2 separate regions of the Canis lupus genome follow, and region 1 is linked to region 2. A link is a contact called in public Hi-C data. All regions are on one chromosome and are shown on one strand. The core of a region is the stretch at or near the end of the contact, and the rest is flanking DNA. Distances in the headings are between cores, read along the strand shown.

Region 1 (6,039 bases), core at 1,883-4,382, 170 kb before region 2:
CACCAGGGATCTGCTGGGACTAATACTTTTGGCAGATCTGTGACCCGTCTCTTTGTGACCACTAAGGCATAAACCCCTCTGGCTTGTTCTTTCCAATACTCTCATCCCCATCTGTTTTCTCTTCCTTCGCCAAGCCTCCCTTATGTCTTTTGTATTCTTTGCAACTTCTCCTCTGGAAATACTCCACTCCGTGGTCATTACAGTTCTATACACCCGCAGTCTCTGCTTTCAACATTTCCCTCTTTGTCTTTGACCTTAACTGAAAACTTTGAGTTCTCCATCGAGCAGTCCTTTCAAGTGGAGACTATTTTCTCACCATGTGTTTGGAGAGAGGGTTCACACTATCTTCACTCACAACTGCTTCTAGCCCATTACTCTTCCACTGTTGTATAAAAACCTATGTCTCTTTGAGATGAATGTCACTGGGCTGTGTCATCCTCGACTCCTCCTTGTTGCTGTCATTTGTGCACCTCCCTGACTCACAGATTTTCTCTTCCCTCCAATCGTGCTGAACCTCTGGGTGGTTTTAGCATCTATTTGGTGAACTCATTCAACACCACCTCCCAGTTCCCTGATCCCCTTTGCTTCAGTGATTTTCATCTTCATTCAGATCAAACTAACCAATCCCCTGGCCACATCCACTCCTTGTTATGGGTAGAAACTTTCACTTCTGAATAACTTAGGTAAGTCACACTAACTAATGTCCTGTTCACTTGGCTATTCCTTCCATAGCTGGTTCACCTCATCACAACCTCCCACGACTTCTCCCAAATCGCTTTTGACACCCATCTCTGTCTCTGCTTTATAGTTCCCATCACTGTCTTTGCTTACTTAGATAGTTCTATTAGTTCATAACTCTGATCAACTGTCTCATTCCATTTTCTTCTATCTTCATTATCAACAATAGCCAAACTATGGAAAGAGCCCAAATGTCCATTGACTGATGAATGGATAAAGAAGATGTGGTATGTGTAGACAATGGAATATTACTGAGCTATCAAAAAATTTGAAATCTTGCCACTTGCAACAAGATAGATGGAGCTAGAGAGTAGAATGCTAAGCAAAATAAGTCAGAGAAAGACAAATACCATATGATTTTCCTCATATGTGGAATTTCACAAACAAAAGAAAAAACAGAGTAACCAAGAAACAGACCCTTAACTCCAGAGAACACACTGATGGTTACCAGAGGGGAAGGGGGTGGAGGAATGGGTGAATTAGGTGATGGGGATGAAGGGGTACACTTGTGATGAGCACCGGCTGATGTATGGAAGTGCTGAATCACTATATTGTACACCTGAAACTAATACCACACTATATGTTAACTAACTGGAATTAAAACAAAAAGTGTAAAAATAAAAAGAGAACGCTAAAATAGTTGTAAATGTGTTTTGCAAACACTAGGGCAACCACTTAACAGATTGTAAAAGAAGTATAACTAATATGCTAAGAAAGAGAAAATGAAACCATATAAACTGCTCAATTGAAACCAGAGAAGGTAGAAAAAGAGTAGAAGATCAAAAACAAAACAAAAAGACACCCCCCCCAAAAAAAAAAAAAAAAAAAAAAAACAAGAAGCAAACAAAACAGGGCAAAGAATTGAAAACAGTTGTCTGTCTGTCTCTCATCTATTGTCCATTGATCTGATCTGCAGTGTCCAGTTTGGGAGCCCTAGTCACTTGTGGCAACTGAGTGCTTTGGACTACAGCTAATGTGTCGGAGGAAGTGGATTTTAAAATCCAGTTAATTTAAATTTAAATGGCCACAGATGGCTAGTGGCTGCCATATTGGTGACATCTGTCTAATGGTTCTTCCCATAGGGGCATCTTTTTTGCAATGCAGCCCCCCCACCCCCCAGAGGGACGCCTTTTCCGAATCCCTCTGTAAGGCAGCTCTGCGCACCAGTGGTCGAGGACTTCTTTGGGTTCTCCATTCATTCAGCTTGATTGTGAGCCCCTGAGGGTCCCCAGGCCTGTCTGCCTAGAGTGCAAAGCCCTCAGCTCAGCACAAAGTAGTATCCATAGTGCCGCTGATGGATGCCTGCAGTCCCTGAGCGCTGTCACCAGTCTTATTTGACCCCCACAGTTGCCCTGGCAGGGAGGCATTAGCACCCTCGTGCTATGGACCACCACCACCAGTAGAGAAACCAGCTTTTCCCGGGGCCTGTGGGCTTTTCAGTAGCAGAGTGGGGTTCAAACCTGCCAACCTTGCAACATGCTCCTTCCTCTGTCAGGATGCTCGGTGCCCACGTATCTTACTTGTGTTTAAAGTCTTGGTTGGGGGATCCCTGGGTGGCTCAGCGGTTCAGCACCTGCCTTTGGCCCAGGGCGTGATCCTGGAGTCCCGGGATCAAGTCCCGCGTCGGGCTCCCGGCATGGAGCCTGCTTCTCCCTCTGCCTGTGTCTCTGTCTCTCTCGTCTATCTATCATGAATAAATAAATAAAATCTTTAAAATAATAATAAATAAATAAATAAAGTAAGTAAGTAAGTAAGTTAAGTCTTGGTTGTCTCCACAAGAGAATCAGTTCCCTGAGGGCCGGGCCCAGACTGAGCCCATCGTGGGGGCCCCTGTCTCTCCCAGTCAGCGCACTTCCGTGTGGTTTCAGGGCTAGAATCCTGTTGCCGATGCGGTTAGTTCATAGTTTCCCCCACTGGAGGGCAAGCTTTTCCAGTTTTATTTACTTTTCTGATTTCTTAAGACTGCCGGGAACGACCGACCCACCGGCTGTAGAAGGGCCTGGGTTGTTTGCTGTGTTTTAATTGTTTCGGGGAAATGAGATGGTTTCCATGTGCTAGAAGTTGTGTAACATATACTTTCGGATTTAATATATCCTGGCGGTTGCCTTCCGTACACACTACAAATTCCAGATGCAACGTTTGTGAAGTGGAAAGCCCACACTGGCCCGTGGTTGGTTGGTGTGGAGGAGTTAGGGGCGGCGGAGGGCCCTGGTCGGAGGGGGGTGGAGGGGACACTGCTCTCGGGCAGGCCCAGCCCCCCTTCTCCTTCTCTGCAGGGGGCAGGGTCATCCCGGTGAGCAGTACCCCGTGGCTCAGTGTCCTCCAGCCGGAAGGCCCTCAGAGTCAACCATGTTGGTTGCCCCCCGGGCACCTCAGGGGGCACGAGTAGGCCCCCTGGAGCACACGGGAAGTCATGCTCAGCGGCAGAACTAAAGGGTGCAAGCAGCCTCGGCTCTGTGCACCATTTCGTGGACGTGGCTCTCTCTTCCTGGGCTCAAAAGTCTAGAGACAATGAGAGTTTTGAATGTGGGACAAAAGTGAACCAAGCCTTTTATTTTATTTTATTTTATTTTATTTTATTTTATTTATTTTATTTTATTTTATATTTTATTTTATTTTATTTTATTTTATTTTATTTTATTTTATTTATTTCATTTTATTATTCATGATAGACACAGAGAGAGAGGCAGAGACACAGGCAGAGGGAGAAGCAGGCTCCATGCAGGGAGCCCGATGTGGGACTTGATCCCGGGTCTCCAGGGTCACACCCTGGGCTGAAGGCAGGTGCTAAACTGCTGAGCCACCCGGGCTGCCCTGAAGCCTTTTTTTTTTTTTTTTCAAAATTGATTGATTGATTTTAGAGAAAGAGAGAGAGCATGAGCAGGGGGAGGGGCAGAGGGAGAAGGATGGAGAGAGAAGCTACAAGCAGAATCCTCCCAGGACCCTGAGATCGTGACTTGAGCCCAACCAAGAGTCACCCACTTAACGGACGGAGTCCCCCGGGCCCCCACAAGCGAAGCAAGCCCGCCTCCCACTAGTGCCCGGACACGCAGAACACGGCAGCCTACATACGCAGAGCGAGCTGCCCGTCGTCGCGCCCGGGGAAGATTCCAGGTTAACCCCGGGCACCCACGGGTCTACCTTGAGGCTTCGCTGCAGAGCCCCTGTGTGCAGAGGCCGACGAAGGCGGGGCGGCGCGCGGCTGCACCTGCTCCCCCGGGGCTCCCTAACGAACCCCCAAACCTAATGCGGCCTCTTCCACAGGTGCTGGCCGCCAGCCGCTCTCCCCAGGGTGACCGAGTCCCTTGTGTTCCCCGGGGCCTCAGATGCCCCTGTCTTGTCTGTCTTCATGATGGTGGTGGTCGGGAGAAGGTAATCAGCAGCAGGTGGCACCCCCCAGTGGGGGTTCTCGCCTCAGCCAGGGAGGGGCACCCGGGGTCAGAGCACTGGAGAGCCCGGCAGCCTTCCCTCCTTAATTCTACACCGAACAGAAGGGGTTGGGGTATGAGCAGAAACGTGTCCTACTGTACAACGTGGACGGCAACCCCTGACCACCAGCGGACACAGCAGGTGGGAAGCTGAGGATTCCACTGTGCCTTTCATGAATATTCCCCAGTTACTTCTTCTCCCCACCCCCCGCCCCCACTCTTGCCTGCTCATCACTCAAGCGCTTATAAAACACTCTCGGGACTCTCCCCCTCCAGATATTTCAATTCCATTGATTTGGGGAGGGCCTGGGCAGTGACACTTTTTAAAAGCTCCCTTTGGGGACACCCCAGTGGCTCAGCAGTTGAGCATCTGCCTTCAGCCCAGGGCGTGATCCTGGGGCTCCTGGTTCGAGTCCCGCATCGGGCTCCTTGCATGGGGCCTGCTTTTCCCTCTGCCTGTGTGTGTGTGTGTGTCTCTCTCTGTGTGTGTCTCTCATGAATAAATAAATAAAATATTTAAAAGAAATAAATAAATAAACGCTCCCTTTGAAGAAAAGCGACCTAATTTTAACGCTGAGCTCCTCTGCTCCGGGCGATGCTGGGATCAGAGGTGAGGAGCCTGCAGAGCAGGGGGCGGCTGGGCTGGAGAGAGGCAGCAGCAAAGGGATCACGGGAAACCATTCACTGCTTTACGGGGGAGCAACATCTTCCTGGTTCTTCGCAAAGCTCTTCCCAGCTCGTGATCTGAGAGTAGTGCATTGAGGAAAGGACACAGCTTTTGGAGTGAGACAGGCAAGGTGAGACACCCAAAGTTGGGTGACGCTGGGCAGGCATTTATCCATCGTGTCCCATGGGTGCTGCGGTGAGAGCCTGATGTGATTGTGGCCTGGGTGGCAGCACTCTGTTATCTATAGTCCAGTAAATATTTGAGTCTCCTCTTTTTTGTTTCTCTGCAAGATAGCTTTTGAGCCCAAACGGGCAATTGCTTCTTCAAAGCCCTTTGCACATGAAGCGAGGCTTGCAATCCTCCAATACCTGCAAGCGCCAGGGATCAAGACTGTCCCTGATACAGTGATCGTGTGACCTGAACCCAAGAGTCCAGACTAAATCTTCTAAACTATATTAAAAGTTGTGACTACTGGGCAGCCCAGGTGGCTCGGCGGTTTAGTGTCGCTTTCAGCCCAGACCATGATCCTGGAGACCCGGGATGGAGTCCCGCATCGGGCTGCCTGCATGGAGCCTGCTTCTCCCTCGGCCTGTGTCTCTGCCTCTGTCTCTCTGTGTGTGTGTGTGTGTCTCATGAATAAATAAATAGAAATCTTTTTTTAAAAAGTATTTATATGAAAAAGATTACAGAAGAGGATAAAAATTCAATGACTTTAGGTAGTGTTTTGTATTTTTTTAAATGCAAGTATGTACTGATTTCTGTTTTTTATGCAGCATGTGCTTATTTAATACTGGAGCCAGTCTGGACCAGTCAAGTCCTAGGTTCTAACCTTGCATCCTTATTTTTCTCACAGCACCTGGGTGCTCCGAAAATGGAAAGAAGATAAAAAAACAAGTTCAGAGATATATGAAGACAGGTAAAGATCTCAAGGCTCTCACTGTCTGGTTTGTTTCTCTTATCCATGATTGCTGTTGTTTGAGATATAAATATCCTATAGCTAATAATTCTTTTTTCTATTCCAATTTCCTACTGGTCTTTAGAGTTGCCACGTCAAACTGCCCAAAGCATATTATGAAATACTCAAGACTAGCTTACGAGGGTCCTAATTAACAACAGAACCCATTCCAAGTGCTGCTCTACATGTTATATGCTAGCCTAAGGGCAGGGTGCTTTTCTTCTTACCAACATCATGTGTGTGTGAGAGAG
Region 2 (6,547 bases), core at 464-2,963:
CTTCTCCCACTCCTCCCTGCTTGTGCTCTCTCCCACTCTTTCTCTCTTGAAAGAGAGAGCTTTCTCAAATAAATAAATATAATCTTAAAGGAAAAAAAAAAAGAAAAACAGAAAACTCCCCAAGGGATAAGAAAGGTGTATCCTTCCTTATCTTAGAATACCAACTGATAAATGCAGGATGACTGATGAAATTGGGAAAAATCATTGTTTGGCAACCATAGGAGTAATAATTGATTCAAACAAGAATCTCTGATGGATGGTAAAATTAGTGAAAGTTTGAGGAGACATAGATATTCACATAGTCTCAAAATGTATGCCCATAAAAGACATATATTAGTTATAAAAGGAGAAAATATTAGCTTCATTCATAGTGGAGAAAAACAGTGGAGATAGAGAATACTTTAACCAGATGTTCGAAGTTAACATCACCAGTCATGGGACAAACGAACACTCTGTGCCACCTAACAGGACACACTGAGAAAAACACAGCATCACTTCTGTGATATTTCTGCCACAGATGTATAAACTAAATCTCAAAGTGAGAAAACATTAGCTAAACCCAAATAGAGGGATATTTTTACACAAGAATTAGGCTATGCTCTTCAAAAATGTCATGGTCATGAAAGCCAAGGAAAGGATGGGAAACCATTCTGGATTGAAAGACAACACATGATCTCTTTGTCTCTTTGTGCTAAAAAGGATGCTATTGGGACATGTGAAATTTGAATAAGTTCTGTGGATTAAACATTGATGATGTCTGGTTGCCGACTTCCTGATTTTGAGGTCTGTATTGTGGTTATGTAGGAAAGTGCTTTTGTTTTGAGTTAATACTCACTGAAGCGTTTAGAGGCAATGAGGTATCATGTCTATGGCTTACTTTCAAGTGGTTCATGGAAACAAAATATATAGAGAGAAAGATAAACAAAAAGTTTTAAAACATAATTAGATTTGGTGAGGAAAATAAAAAATTAAATTATCTGTTTATACCTGAAGACAGGAAATTACAAATAGGCTTGGGTTTAATGTTCTAAGGGGGAATGTTTTTCCTTTTTATTGTTTTTATCAGCAGTTGTCCTTCATGAACAATATATTCCTTTCAAACTCACCAAAGTTTAGAAGAGACAGTAAAAAACTCAGAGTGGAAGAGTCAAGGCCTGTTCTGTAAAAGATACTCTGTTTTATATATATGTGTGTGTATACATATATATATGTATGTAAATTATATATCTCATATATTTTTATAAACATATCTATCTATCTAAGTATTTCTCGAGCTGAATGAGAAGGAGAATTATATTCAGAAGCTTGAAGTCTGTTTAATTTTGAGAGTGGTTAGGTTAGAAGCTTATCCCTATCATCAAGCCAGAGTGATGCGTAGCTAATTTTTAAACTTCTAAGTAATTATGGGCCATGGGATAGGAAAAAACATCGTACTTTAGTACTAAGAGAGCCATAGTAACTATAACAGGTTCTATTTATTGCTGTGAAACAGTTCTTACATATTTGTTGGGAGGTCTACGGGTTAACTCAAAGCAGATTTAGAACACATGAATTTGTTTCTGATATTATGTCAGGGTTTCCCCTTTCTGGGCAATGACTTATATATGTAAATATGATGGCAGAGTGGTTGAGGTAATGACTCACAGTCAAATGCGGCACTTTCCCCTTTGGCTAGCACAAAACCTAGTTACGCTTAGACTTCCTGACCAGAGCTCTAGAGATGTCATCGCTCTTTGTGGAAAGGATTATTCAACCCATACCAGCACTGTGAAATGCAAGGCCTTTAACGGCATTGTGTTCACTTCCTTTTTTTTTTTTTTTTTCACTTCCTAAAACAGGAATACCTAAGTGAAAAAAAAATAATGAAAATTATCCAATATTGGTAAGTTCTTTGCACTGGGAGAAAAATCCACCATAATACCATCAGAGGGCTGTCAAAAAAAGACTTGACCATTTCATTCAGAACCCTCGCAACTGGAAAGTCTCATAAGACAATTGTAACTAGAATATTTATTTCTGCCCTACTTGTGCTTAGAAAACCAAGCATATATTTCTGAGGTATTCACTCTAGGAATTAAATGGAAGATGAAATTAATGAATGCTATGGATCAACGACTGGCCTAATTATCTTCATATTGCATTTGCTAAGCATCATGTTTCATGAATGTCATGCTGAGTGCAAAACAAAATAAATCTGACAATAGTTCTGGCCTTCAGGGAGCCCTAGCCTAGGGAGGTCATTAGTTGTCACTACCAAGGGGGTGGCTCTAGCTGTCAAAACTGCCAAAAAGAAAAAAAAAAAATCACAGGTTCAAGTCTTTTGCTTATTCAGTATTTCTTTAGAGCTATTTCCCCTATTCCCAATTCCTAATTTTGTGGTTTGGATGGGACCAATAGAGTCCTTGCTCATTCCAAACTCTAGGAGTGAGGACATGACCTAGGTCTGACCAATTAAGAGTATTTCATCTCTTTGGTCGCAGTGATTGGTTCCGGATGGGCTTGTGACCCCACAGGCCTATTGGACTATCCCTGGAGACTTCTGCTGAAATTACTGGCAGAGACATGCCCCTTTGGCTGGAATTGCCAACTATGAGAACCATGTGTTGCCTAGCGCTGGGAGGAGGGCTATCTTTGCCACTAGATGGAGAAAAGGTTTTGTAACAATGAAGCAACTCCAGGAAAAAGAGCCAAGAGGAAAGAAACTAAGTCACATGACATATGTTGAGCCCTTGGTTTGAGCTGTGCCTAAGGCCTGGAGACTTCTTGGTTACATGAGCCAATAAATTCCCTTTTGTAGTTTATGTCAATGTGAGCTGAATTTTTGTCACGTTTAATGCTCTATGTAAACATTTTCATACCTTTTCCATAATAAATCTAGAATCACATGAAATAATAGGTCCTCTCTTCAAAGGTATAGGGATAGGTTATTCTTTTAACTGTCAACCCTAGATTTATTCCAGATTTATTCTCTGAAATCATAAATGCCATGCAACGTGGCTATATCTTGACCTGAGTCAGGTTCAGGATTAGCAATGAAGGTCTTGTACACTATCATATTTTTCCTCTTTGATGACCTCCAGCAGTTCCTAGCCACAGGGAGCCTAGAGCAGCCTAGTTTCTACTATTCAGGTAACTCCTTACTGCACCACTCCCCAAAAGGTGCCCCTTGCTTTTAGTTAAGTTTGTCTTACAATTTGCTACAGATATGCCTAACCAGACTAACATCCTTTCAATCGCTTTTAAAAATGTCCTGTGTCCACAAGACTGTGCTGATACTAAATTGCACCCTGTCTTCTGAAGTCCCCCAGCCTGTGGGTTTCTGGTGGTCACAGACCTGGCTCTTACTGCTGCCCCTGCTCTGGTATATCTTCCACTACCTCTTTGGGATACTTGGTGTTCAACCTGGATTTGCCCTGTGGGCTTGCATCACACTGGCTATGCTTGCATCACACTGGCTATGATGTTTGCTGACTCTTCTGGTTTCTGTGCCAGGTCACTCCTGGATTTGTTGTGATCCAAGCCTATGGCACAATTCATCCTCTTATTAAGGAAACACACAGTACTCATTTGTATCCATGCCTGTGGTCATGATTTTTGGAATGCCTGGAATGCTCTGACCTCTCATTTTGAACTATCTAAAGACAAAATAAAAGTTCAACCTAAGCCCCATCTCCTTCACTTATAAATTTTGTCTGAATACATACTTCTCTTCTGAACTACTGTATGGCACAGGGCCCAAACTCCCCAATATACATTGAACTACACATTGCTTTGTACTACGTCCTGCTGTTTCATGACTATCAGCCTCATCTCCCCAGTCACATAGTATAAACTCCCTGAGGGTAAAAACCATGCCTCATATTTCAGTATTTCCCCATCTCCCCATAGGTCCTATATTGGTGGGTACAGAGTAAGTGCTCTATAAGAACATTCTGGATGGCTGGTTTCCAAGGGACTCAAATATCTATTGTTTGTCCATAATTTCCATAATTCAGTAGATGACCCCCGGCCGGCCCATCTCACAAAGAAACTCTACAGCTTGGATCACTACCATCTCCCTAGGAGATTATGGTTTGTTGACTTTCCTGAAGGCAGGTGTAGAATATATACACTGTTTCATGAAAATCAACTAGAAATAGAGGGTGGGGTTGAGGGGAACCAACAGAATTTTTAAGGGACTGAGATTCAACTAGTAGAGCCATTAGATTATACATACAATGACATGACAGGAAAACTTCCTCATCAAAAAAAAAGTATTTAGAATGGCAAATATGTAATTATATTTGGATCTACAGGCATCAATTGTTGCTTGAAATATGTGGCTGGAAGGCCATTCATTACCACATATTGAGATTATACTTAAAAGTTTTCACTGTACTTATATGCAGACAATTACTGATAAATCAATTAATTTAAAAATGCAGTGACAGTTTTTTTGTAGGTACACAAATATGGCTGAAATAAGATTGATACTTGAGTGGTTAAATAAAATCATGAGAACACAGCACTTTGGAAAAGAAAAGTAACTTCTAAGTGAATAAAATGCCAGCTTCCTCTGGGACAGACCAGCTAGTCTAGTTCCTCTGGCTTTTGGGTCCCAGCCAGTTTTCTGCTCTGCCCTGCAGCTTGAAGGCTTCACACTCCCACTCCAGAAATAGTGCACATTTCTCTATGGGATCCAGTGCTTTTAGCAGTTTTCTGATGGAAGCAGAGAATATTGATAGCTCTGTTGTTAGGCTATAGATCATGGGGGACATATATGGACTGTGTGCTGCCTGGAAAGTGAGCAGAAGTCCATGGGAGAACACCCATTTTCCTGCCTCTGTCTTCCTATCAGCAAGTCCTACAGAGGTTCACATGAAACTGGTTCTAGAAAGTCATTTTAACCCCCTACTGGGCCTTGTGTCTTTTAACTTGTCAACTTTTAAATGTGTTACAGAAATAGGAGACAAGACATTGAATTAATGCAGCTGACTTGAGTATGCCAAATACTAGCAAATCAATGTCCAACCCCTCCTATAGAGTTTATTTTTGCTACCACTCCCCCGCCCCCATAAGCATTTGTTTGTTTGTTTGGTTGTTTTTTTAATTCCAGTATAGTTAACATGCAGTCTTATTTTAGTTTCAGGTATACAATATAGTGGGGTTCAACACTTTTATATCTGACTCAGTGCTCAATTTCCAAGACATCTTTCCTGTTCTTTGAAGGTTCCTATGTTAAATAGCATCACGTTTCTGTTTTATGACTAACATATTTTCTTTTACTTCTCTGAGAATATCAATTGTCACTTTGTGAAATGTTCTTTCTCCATCACATTTGTTTTCTCTGTTCATTTGTCTTTTTTTTTTTTTCTTTTTTTTAATTTTTATTTATTTATGATAGTCACAGAGAGAGAGAGAGGCGCAGAGACACAGGCAGAGGGAGAAGCAGGCTCCATGCACCGGGAGCCCGATGTGGGATTCGATCCCGGATCTCCAGGATCGCGCCCTGGGCCAAAGGCAGGCGCCAAACCGCTGCACCACCCAGGGATCCCTGTTCATTTGTCTTGATTTCCACTATTTTTGTATAGAAGGCTATCCAATAATATTTAAGAATAAGGCATTACAAAGTGGGCTGAAAAGTTTTTGCACAAAGGTAGGTCTTGATAATAAGTGGGTCTTCTTGTAAGGTTACTAGGGAGAAACTTGCAAATGTTAGCATCAGAAAGGTTTTTCTCTTGGACATGTCAGTTTCCAGAAAGGGGATTTTTCTACTCTTCTGCTCAAAGTGTATAAATGTGGATGCCAGCGTCATAGGGATCTAAATAAGAAAAGCAGACTTCCGCTTTATCTTCTTGTTTTCTATATGATCTCACTCTTGTCCCAAATTATACAAATCTCCATTATAGCTCCTGTTTTTGATCAATCTATAGAAGAGCCAGTGGCCCAGGTGCATAAGATGGAGAAGAAAATCTGGATATCTAAATGGTCCCTATATAGACTTCCAGTTAATCTTCCAATTTTTGGTGCCACCCTGCACTCCAACCTTCAGAGGTACGTGGTGCCTGATGTCCTAATGCTTTGTGGTTTCTGCAGAGTACAGCAGCTTGTGCCTTACTGGAGGAATGGGTTTTAGTTCTCTAGTTAATAACTCAGTTACTACCCACCCATTTATTTTCCATCCTAAGTGTCAGTGTGTTTCTAGTTCTCTTTGTCCATGTGGGTACTTTTTTTGATCCTTTATTGTTCTTTTACTAAGATTTTTGGCGAGAGACAAAACCAATCACATGCATTTGATTTATCAGAAGTCCCTTCCCCATTTCCTGAAAAACTGGGTTCAGGGATTATTTTGCCTTGGAACTCCTTCCAAAGAGACAGTCAAATTTTTCTGTGCTGTCTTCTGATCCTTTGATCACGCTCCTATCGGTTTATTTACCATATCACACTACAATTTATTTGGTTATAGCTCTGCTTGACCTTAAGTTCCCTGGGTCTGTATCTGTATCCTATTTATTTCTTTCTCCTAGCAATTGTGGGTGCTCAGCAAATGTTAACTAAAGAAATGAAA

The links. A called contact is a pair of places that touch in the nucleus more often than the background predicts.
Region 1: a Hi-C map of skin fibroblasts shows a contact between it and region 2, with 2.4 times the contacts expected there. The contact joins two enhancer-like sites. A contact is called at or near these places in 2 of 9 Hi-C or Micro-C datasets (amygdala and skin fibroblasts).

The regions. Positions count from the first base shown.
Region 1 is chr22:9,220,389-9,226,427 of UU_Cfam_GSD_1.0, reverse strand. No RefSeq gene overlaps it. Among named protein-coding and RNA genes, the nearest start is that of RGCC, 24 kb to the right of the region's middle. Within about 2 kb of position 3,132, at least 8 of the 20 cell types and tissues checked have an H3K27ac peak or open chromatin away from gene starts, as enhancers often do.
Region 2 is chr22:9,045,712-9,052,258 of UU_Cfam_GSD_1.0, reverse strand. All of the region lies in intron 37 of VWA8 (von Willebrand factor A domain-containing protein 8), which reads right to left. Among named protein-coding and RNA genes, the nearest start is that of RGCC, 150 kb to the left of the region's middle. Within about 2 kb of position 1,713, at least 2 of the 20 cell types and tissues checked have an H3K27ac peak or open chromatin away from gene starts, as enhancers often do.